Linked DNA regions of Capsicum annuum: region 2 is linked to region 1. Evidence: chromatin contacts called from public Hi-C data. All regions are on one chromosome and are shown on one strand. The core of a region is the stretch at or near the end of the contact, and the rest is flanking DNA. Distances in the headings are between cores, read along the strand shown. Region 1 overlaps LOC107877905 (K(+) efflux antiporter 4-like). Region 2 holds the start of LOC107852187 (probable pre-mRNA-splicing factor ATP-dependent RNA helicase DEAH5).

What was found. A called contact is a pair of places that touch in the nucleus more often than the background predicts.
Region 2: a Hi-C map of leaf shows a contact between it and region 1, with 3 times the contacts expected there. The contact joins the promoter of LOC107852187 here to the enhancer-like site in region 1. A contact is called at or near these places in 2 of 5 Hi-C or Micro-C datasets (leaf and placenta).

Annotation. Positions count from the first base shown.
Region 1 is chr7:111,734,702-111,738,975 of UCD10Xv1.1, reverse strand. It overlaps LOC107877905 (K(+) efflux antiporter 4-like), which reads right to left. Exons shown (of 20, transcript XM_047393657.1): 19 at 2,625-2,714; 20 at 1,956-2,534. The coding sequence ends at 2,529. Among protein-coding and RNA genes, the nearest start is that of LOC124885757, 15 kb to the left of the region's middle. Within about 2 kb of position 1,820, at least 3 of the 5 cell types and tissues checked have an H3K27ac peak or open chromatin away from gene starts, as enhancers often do. A contact at or near this core is called in leaf, where this site is marked.
Region 2 is chr7:112,081,806-112,086,079 of UCD10Xv1.1, reverse strand. LOC107852187 (probable pre-mRNA-splicing factor ATP-dependent RNA helicase DEAH5) reads right to left here and starts at 2,146. Exons shown (of 2, transcript XM_016697245.2): 1 at 1-2,146. The coding sequence starts at 2,006.

The DNA of each region.
Region 1 (4,274 bases), core at 571-3,070:
GGGTGTTACTGTACTATGTGCGTATATCAATCATATAGGGGTGGAAAAAACACATATGTTAGATTGTCGTCTCTTGAATTTTAATTAAGACCGGATCAGATAGTGGGTTTGAATTAATTATTTAGGATAAAAAAATAAAATAAAAAAGAATATATACATACCATTTCATTAACGACAGAGGTATATGTGTACTCAAAATATGATAGAGGTTATATACATATCATTTATCATAGTTCGGAGATATATTTATTCCTTTTTCATTTATTTTGCTATTCAAAAATCTGAAAAGTTTGACATTTACTAAACTGATAGGACAAACAGAAGACATTTTTCACACCCTAAAGGCTCATGTGTATCAATGCACCTTCAAGCAAATTACAATGATGCACTTAAGCAAATTACAAATTACAGATGTAGTTGTCCGAACCAAAGACATGCAAATAATAGTGATAGGCAATAGCTAAAATGTATTTTTATTTGTAACGTTATATTATGTACTTTCTTTATTAGTTTGCTTTTTAATTTATCAGTTGTTGTTATGAACTAAAAGACTTATTTTAATCATATTATTTTATAAGATTTTATTATGTGTCAATAGTTTAAATAATTTATGCTCGATTGAAGTTAACTAAAAAGATAATTTATGCTTGACCTTTTATTTAACTTATATTATACTATATTGTAAGTGAGAAGCCCCCAAACCAAAATTTGAATTAAAATTTTGTGAGTTTATACTATTCTTTCATTAAAAGTGCATGCTCTTTTTTATGTCACTCAACAATTTCTTATAATTTTTCACCTCAACTTAATAATGGCACTGTATTGCATGTCCATATATGGAGTAACGAAAAATTAATGTTGAAGGTATACAAAAATCATTTGTGGGAGAAAACTCTCTATTTAAGAATATCTTATAATTTGCTTGAAAGTGTATTGATGGACATGAACTTTTAGGGTGTAAAAAAGTCATCTCCTATTGTCCCATCAGTTTAGAAAATGATGGTTTTTTCATTTTTAAATAACAAAATAAATACTGAAGTAGTCTTTTCATTTTTGAATAGCAAAATAAATACTGAAGGTGCATTAAAGGAGATGAACCTTTCTTAAAAATGTAAAAAATTCACTAAAGGCTCATAATTCTAAGAGCACCTTCAGTATAAATATATTTAACAAATCTCTTTTCAAACGTGAAAAGTACACACTAAAGGTGTTCCATTGTCCATGCATTTTCACCATTTTAATCATGAAAATTTTGACAAACTCATTTATTATATTTGTCCCTCATTAACTCCATTTTGATCCAAAATTCTAAAATTGGTGTTCTCTGACAGGATAATATTCCTGATTAGAGAGAGAGAACTCTTCACTATTTGCTTTGTGAATTTAACCTTGAGATCAAGATCTAAACAGTGAGGTGTGCAACTGAATCAGACACTGCAGAATTTAAAAAGAATGCTGAGGTGAAGTTGTAGGGTTCGAACAAAACAAGGGAAGAGAACTGAAGTAAAACGACACTCCATATTTAAAAGTCCATTAGCTTTCATTTCATTTACTTTTGATTTCTTTCTGTTGCTTCAAACCAATCAAGCAAATATATCAAAAACAATACTGTCATTAGATAACACGATTCTTGCTTCATACAAGGTCTTGGCACAGAAAAACAGATGGTGAGAATCTTAACACACCTCCAAAGCTACGTGGTTATTACTGCAGCATACAGCTTTCAAATAGTAATATACGAAGACGCTCTTAATATGTTTTCAGGCAGCAAAGGTAAACTTGGCAAATTCATTTGTGCTCTGTCTTTAGCATTGCCAGTTGGATATTCCAGTAGCAGCTTTTCATTCTGAAGTGAAAACTTTGAAAACTACGTATGCCAAATAAGATCAGCTGGAGTTTTGATGCTTTGTTAGGGGAGGGATGTGTCAGTGGCAAGGATGAACAGGGTGTTGGAGTTGCATGGAATTGTATGCACTGGTTACTCCACATGAAAATTTCAGGATCAGTTGTGTACATACAACTACAATTCTTACAATAATGTGTGATCGATCATCTATTTACAGTGTGATGGGGCTATTTTGACACGACCCCGAAAAGAACAAAACTAAAATCAAACTAGAGAATATAAACAATTGCATTACAGATGGACATGATTTGTATGTAGCACCTACTAATGGGGAAATAATGACGTATTAAAAATTAAATGCCACAAAACGTTCGCAGATAGGTCAAGTGCTCTGAATTTTGCGACCTCTCCGATGTATCAAAGAAGACTACCCAATTGTTGCTGCATAGGAGCTTCATGATTATGAACTGTCCAGTTAGTCGACTCTTCTTTTACACTCGTGTCTTCTAGCATCAGAATGTCACCAGGTTAAATTGATATCTGTTTTTGCTGCTTCATATTTTTTTATTTAACTATCATGAATCATGGGATCCTTGGAGCAGTACACTGATACGCTTAGAACTGTCAGTGCGTAGGATATCTCCCTTGGGTCCAATCTGGAAGAAGAATCATTTCCACGATCTCAACTCTTAACACAGGTAAGCATTCAAGGGAAAATATAACCAAGTGAGCTGATAAAACTGCAAAAGACCAGTCATTCTTTACATGGGAAAGTTACCTCACTTGGAGTTTCAGGTGAGAACCACCGCAGTAGTACTCCAAGATGCACCACAGCAGGAATTAGCTTGAAAAGGAAAGGTGTGGTCACCTGTAACATTGATTTGGAGCACTCACATATCAGCATAGAAATAATAATAAAATACAAAATAGAGCCATTAAACTTATTACTGTTAAACCTTTCCCAAAATCCCCATACTGGCCCATTTAATAACTCATTAAACTCGTCTTCATCACAAAATTATTAGTTTAGTTGTCAAAGACACATCGCAGCAATATTTATTCAATGTTTGGCTGCTAACTCTAGACAAACATTATAGATATATATAAGAGAAGATGTTGCACTTTTGGTAGTCCTCACAAGGGCATTTTTGGTATTCTAATTTTTATGGTCAAATAAGGTTCTTGAACATAGCAAGTAATTGTGGTTTTTCTTATATATTTTCATTTTTGCCCTCATTCTTCTTGTTAAGATCATTGCATTTGGATTTTTGCAATTGGTTTCTTCTTACCACTTGTTAGATTATTTTTTAATTAAAATTTCCTTCATAATCAACAATAACTTTAACTCAAAAAAATTATTTAAGATAACTTAATACAAAATTAAATTTTGCAATGATTTCAACTACTACCTTATAGATTTTTCATTATATTCAATCCTCCAAAAATATATAATACATAAAATAACTTAACACATAATATCTTGTATTATTATTTTTCTTGATGGATATGAAAAAAATACAGAAGAATAATTAAAATGGGGCGATTATTTTAAGGGGCGTATAAAAATTATACATAATAACTTAATAGACCAAATGGAGTAATCTGTTAATGTTAGTTTAATTATCGTTTAATATTTTATAGACCATTATTAAGTTAACTTATATAATGACTCTAAATTAAGGTTATAATTGTTATAATATAAACTTGAAGTTATTGAAATATTTTATTTCATATAATTCTATAAGATGAAAAAAAATATATGTTGCAAAACTCTTACCACTGAAATCATGAGAGAAACTAAAACTCAATAAATAGAATTTATTTTTACCTATAACTAAAGAATTATGTACCCACAAATTTATAAAAATATCAATATTTTCTATTGTGATCTTCTTTGAATCCTAATTGTTACATATTTTAAATCATATTATTTTATAAAATATCAAATTTCTTGTAGCATTTTGATATATTATAATACTTTGATAATAATTTCGTCCTCGCAAATTATTTTTTTAAAATTATTCAATTATGTGATTAAATGTTTTTATAATTATAAAACTTATCAACAAGATATATTTAATATATCATTCGATCACACTAATTATAAAGTAAAAAATATATGATACAGATTATATTTTTAAATTTAAATTATTATTGTTTATATCTTGACTTTGGGCCCGAGCTTAGCACGGGCCTCATGAAACTAGTTGCAAATATAATTTCCAACAATATCTTAGGATAAAACATTCAAGATTCAAACTCCCCGAAAGGACCGACAGACATACAACGAACGATTAGTGTTCTGGTAGTGATGAAACCGAGCTTTTACAACCCTTGTTGAAGACAATACTCTATGGACTACCCTTTCACATGCCAAATACTTTTAAGACGGTGGTGTCCGGACCAGTTTGAGCACACCTAGACTGTT
Region 2 (4,274 bases), core at 897-3,396, 350 kb before region 1:
TGCTTAAGCAAACCAAAGAGAACATCAGTGTGAATTGTTCTTTCGTGTGCTTCATCAAGCATTATGACTGAATACTGGGATAAATTATCATCAATCAGGATCTCCCTCAGAAGCATACCATCAGTCATATATTTGATAACAGTTTCTGGCCCAGTACAATCTTCAAAACGAATAGCATAACCAACCTCTTCACCTAATCGACAACCAAACTCCTCAGCAACTCTCTTAGCCACTGACATTGCAGCCACTCGACGAGGCTGAGTACAGCCAATTTTTCCCCTTGTTGTATACCCTGCCTCGGCTAGATACTGTGTCACCTGTGTTGTCTTGCCAGAACCTGTCTCACCAATGACGACCAGGACCTGGTTATCATGGACAGCCTGCACCAGTTCTTTCTTCAATTTGTAAATAGGAAGACTCTGCCTCTGCTCCTGCAGGGATAACTTAGACCTCTGGCCGAAGGTCAAGGCTTTACCATAAGCATCCTTCTTCCATTCTGGCATGTCATAGGCAGACAAACCAACCCCCCTAAGCTCCTGTGCCAAATGCCTCTCACCTGTCTCTGGCATTGGGTCTTCCCATGGTCTGTTGAGATCCTTTGGGATGGAATCAAGCATCGTTCTCTGTTGCTGCTCCCTTACTTCCCTTCTCTCCTTTATCAGAGCTGATTGTAGCGCAGCAGCACGACTCAATGATCCTTCAGGGTTTTTGAAAATTTTAACAGGGGACATATCAACTGAATAACGACTCTGCCCTTGCAAGAAAGGGGGTTCGTCTTCATTCAACTCAACCTCAAGCTCTTCTTCAGCACCTTCTTCCTGATATAGCATTCCGTCCCCTTCTTCATCAAACATGGGATGTTCCTGCACCCCCAAAACACCTGCAGCAATAAGTTGTTTCGCTTCCCACTTTTCAGGTGAACTCATCCTCTTCAACGGTCTCCACGATGGAGCTGCATCCTCCTGCTCCATAATCCTGATTCCTGACAGGCCAATCCTGGTCTTAGAGCCTTCACCATTCATGCCTGAAGGATTAGTTCTCAACCCATCATCTCCAGAGCTCTTCTTCAATGGCAACAGATCCGTTCCTGTATTCTGATCAACATCTCTCATTGACAAACTCAGCTTCTGCCCACTAATAGAGATAACCTTCACAAAAACTTCCTGGTCTCGCTTTACTAAATCTTTGGCATTACTGACCCTTCTAGTAGCAAGTTGTGAAACATGCACCAAGCCTTCTTTCCCTCTACAATCATTCAGTTGAACAAAACAACCAGAATCCATCACCCTTGATACCCTCCCCTTGTATACTGCATATAACTCTGGCTCATCCACATGATCCCTCAATTTTCTTCTATCATTCCAATCATAATCCCTGTCTTGCTCATGCTGATCTCTTCTACCCTTTGCATATGTATTATCATCTTTATCCCTGTCCCTGTCCCTGTCCCTGCGCCTTTCTGAAGCTCTACGTTCAGATCTACGATCATGATAATCATCTCTATCTCGATCCCTATCCCTATCCCTATCCCTATCCCTATCCCTGTCTCTACCCCTTTCTCTTCTAAAATCTCTATCCCTCTCTCGCCTCCTATCATGTTCTTCTTCCTCACCATCTCTCCTCTTACTCTTGGCCTCCAGCTCAATCTCCTTCTCCAATTCCTTAACCCGTTCTCTATTATCTTTTATCTTCAGAGCTGAAAACTCGGAATCGTCTTCATCCTTGTTCAAATCTTTGTCCGACTTGGACGTCGCATTAGGAGGCAAAATAGCATGGATTATAGTTAGCAATGTTCTAACGAAATAATCTGGCATTTCAGCACCACTTTCTTTCAATTTAGCATCAAATTCATCTACTGTTAAGCAATTTTTACCAAGTTCAGTTATAAATTCAGCTAAAACCTTATCACCAAACCCTAAATGTGCCTCCAATTCGGAACATACCTTAGATATTAGAGAGAGGTATTCCAATTTCTTCAACTCATTTTCTTCAACATCGGCTCCCATCCTTCAAAGTTCAAACTCACGAAGAAAAATATGAATAGGACTTGGTTGTTATTGATCTATGGAATAAGGTGTTTCGTGTTTCTCTTCTGCTACGTGATAGAAGAAATGAATTGGGCTTATAACACTGGTGAGGTGTGTTGCGTTACAGATATTTTGACCCAATTAAGCCATTATTTAAATTAATTTATCAAAATAATAAGGACCGTTTCATTATAAAAATATTTCACTTTTTTTTAAAAAATTATTTTATTTTAGTGAAAATTGAGGTATTTGACTACGAGAATTTTAAATCTAATTCCACACTTTTTTTCAAATTTCAACTTCAACTTTATTTATTATTACAAATAACTCCATTTTTATATTTTTACAATAAAACACCCTACTAATTTCATTCATTATTCAGAGTTAAATGTCTAACTACCACAGTGTCTACTTCTTCTTACTTCTATTGATAAAAGACCCCAAAAAGCAACTTTAATTTTATTCGTCCTTCCTTAAAATCTCCTCGTGATACAACAAAAAGCAACACTTTATGCAATACCAACAACAAATGCAATATTATTGTCTCCTCTCACATTTGATTGTATTTTGTAGGTAAATTAGTTAAGTTGGATGATTTTGACAGTTAAAAATTGGGAGTATAAAATTATATTTAAAAAAGTCTTTCAAAAGTTCAAATAAAATGTTAAAAAGATATAGTCAAACACAACTTCAACTTCAATTCTAATGTCAACTCTAACTTCAAAAAAAATCAATTTTCATGATCAAACGCCTACTAAATATTTTGAAAATTTACAAAAGTAGAATAAACGTAGTTTATAGTAACATATTCGGTATTATTTTATTCAAAAATATCAATGGACAAACAACTAATTTTTAACAGTGTTAAATATAAATATGTTACTAGGAGTAACTTTTTATAAGTAATTTGTTATCCAAAGTAATGAACCTGTGTGACTCTACTACCATTGATATTAAAATTATTATCATGAATCACATTTTACAGTTAAATTGTTACTACCATTAACGATTCTATCGAATCCATTTACGGGCATAGAGGATAGAGAGGAAGAAGATATGGCGTCGAGGAAAAGAAAAAGAGAAATTAGTTGCAAGAAATTCAAATACTCAATTAATCATGTGAAAGATAACTAACAAGACATTAGATATTGACGGTGAGTAAAGTTCATAGGTTAACATATACTTTGCTAATTTAAAAAATTAACATGTTATAATAGATTATTTACTATTAAGTGCATAACTTAAATTCGGTAAATTAACATAATATATAACTAAATTTAATATTTTAATTTAGAACGAGAAAATCATTAATGAAAAAGGTTTTAAAAAATGGTAATTTTGTGAGTATCAGATAAGCATTAAATTTTATTTCTTCTAAAATGATTAAAACTTAATAGGATATTTTAGACGGTCCAAAATCTATTTTAAACAGGATTTGTGAGTATCACTATATAAGTATGAATTCAATAGAACCGTTACTGACCGTAACGATTTATCAATAACACTTGATTTATAGTAACGAATTTAACATCAAATTTAGCACAACGATTCTAAGGTGTCAGAGTCGCAGAGTTTCGTTACTTACGGTAACAAATTGCTTATAAAACGTTACCCCCAGTAATGTTTTTATATTTAACACTGTTAGAGATTGAACTTTTTGCCGTTGATTTTTTTGAACAACATAACATCTAATTCATTATTGGCAACTATATTTACTCTAGTTTTGTAATTTTTTTTTATTTTTTTTTAAATACTATTATTTTGGTGAATTGATACAAATAATGGCTTAATTTGGTCAAGAGGGCATTGCCGAAGTTAATTTGATGCTATAATTTAGGAAAAAACGATTTTGGTCCTTAAATTATTACATAATTTCTTTTTTAGTCTTTGTGATATTAGGTGTCGCACATTTAATCTTTAACCAAATAAAATGGGTGATTTTGACCTAGTTACTAACAAAAGTTTTTTAAAAAGGTAAGGTAACTTTTTAAAACAACAATTTGGATATATTGTTTCTACTCTGACAAGACACTAATGTTCCAGTAACGTTGAAAAACAAATCATCTATCACATTTTCTTATTTGTAATTTTTTGACACTATATTTTGTTTCGATGCAAACATGAAGATTAAAAAAAGTAGCCCATTTTCAATCTCCTCAATGACTGTGAAGAAGAAGAGAAACCAACAAAAAGACGATAAGCTCCATGGACAACTTTATGCTTCTCCAGTTCACTCAAATCTTGGAG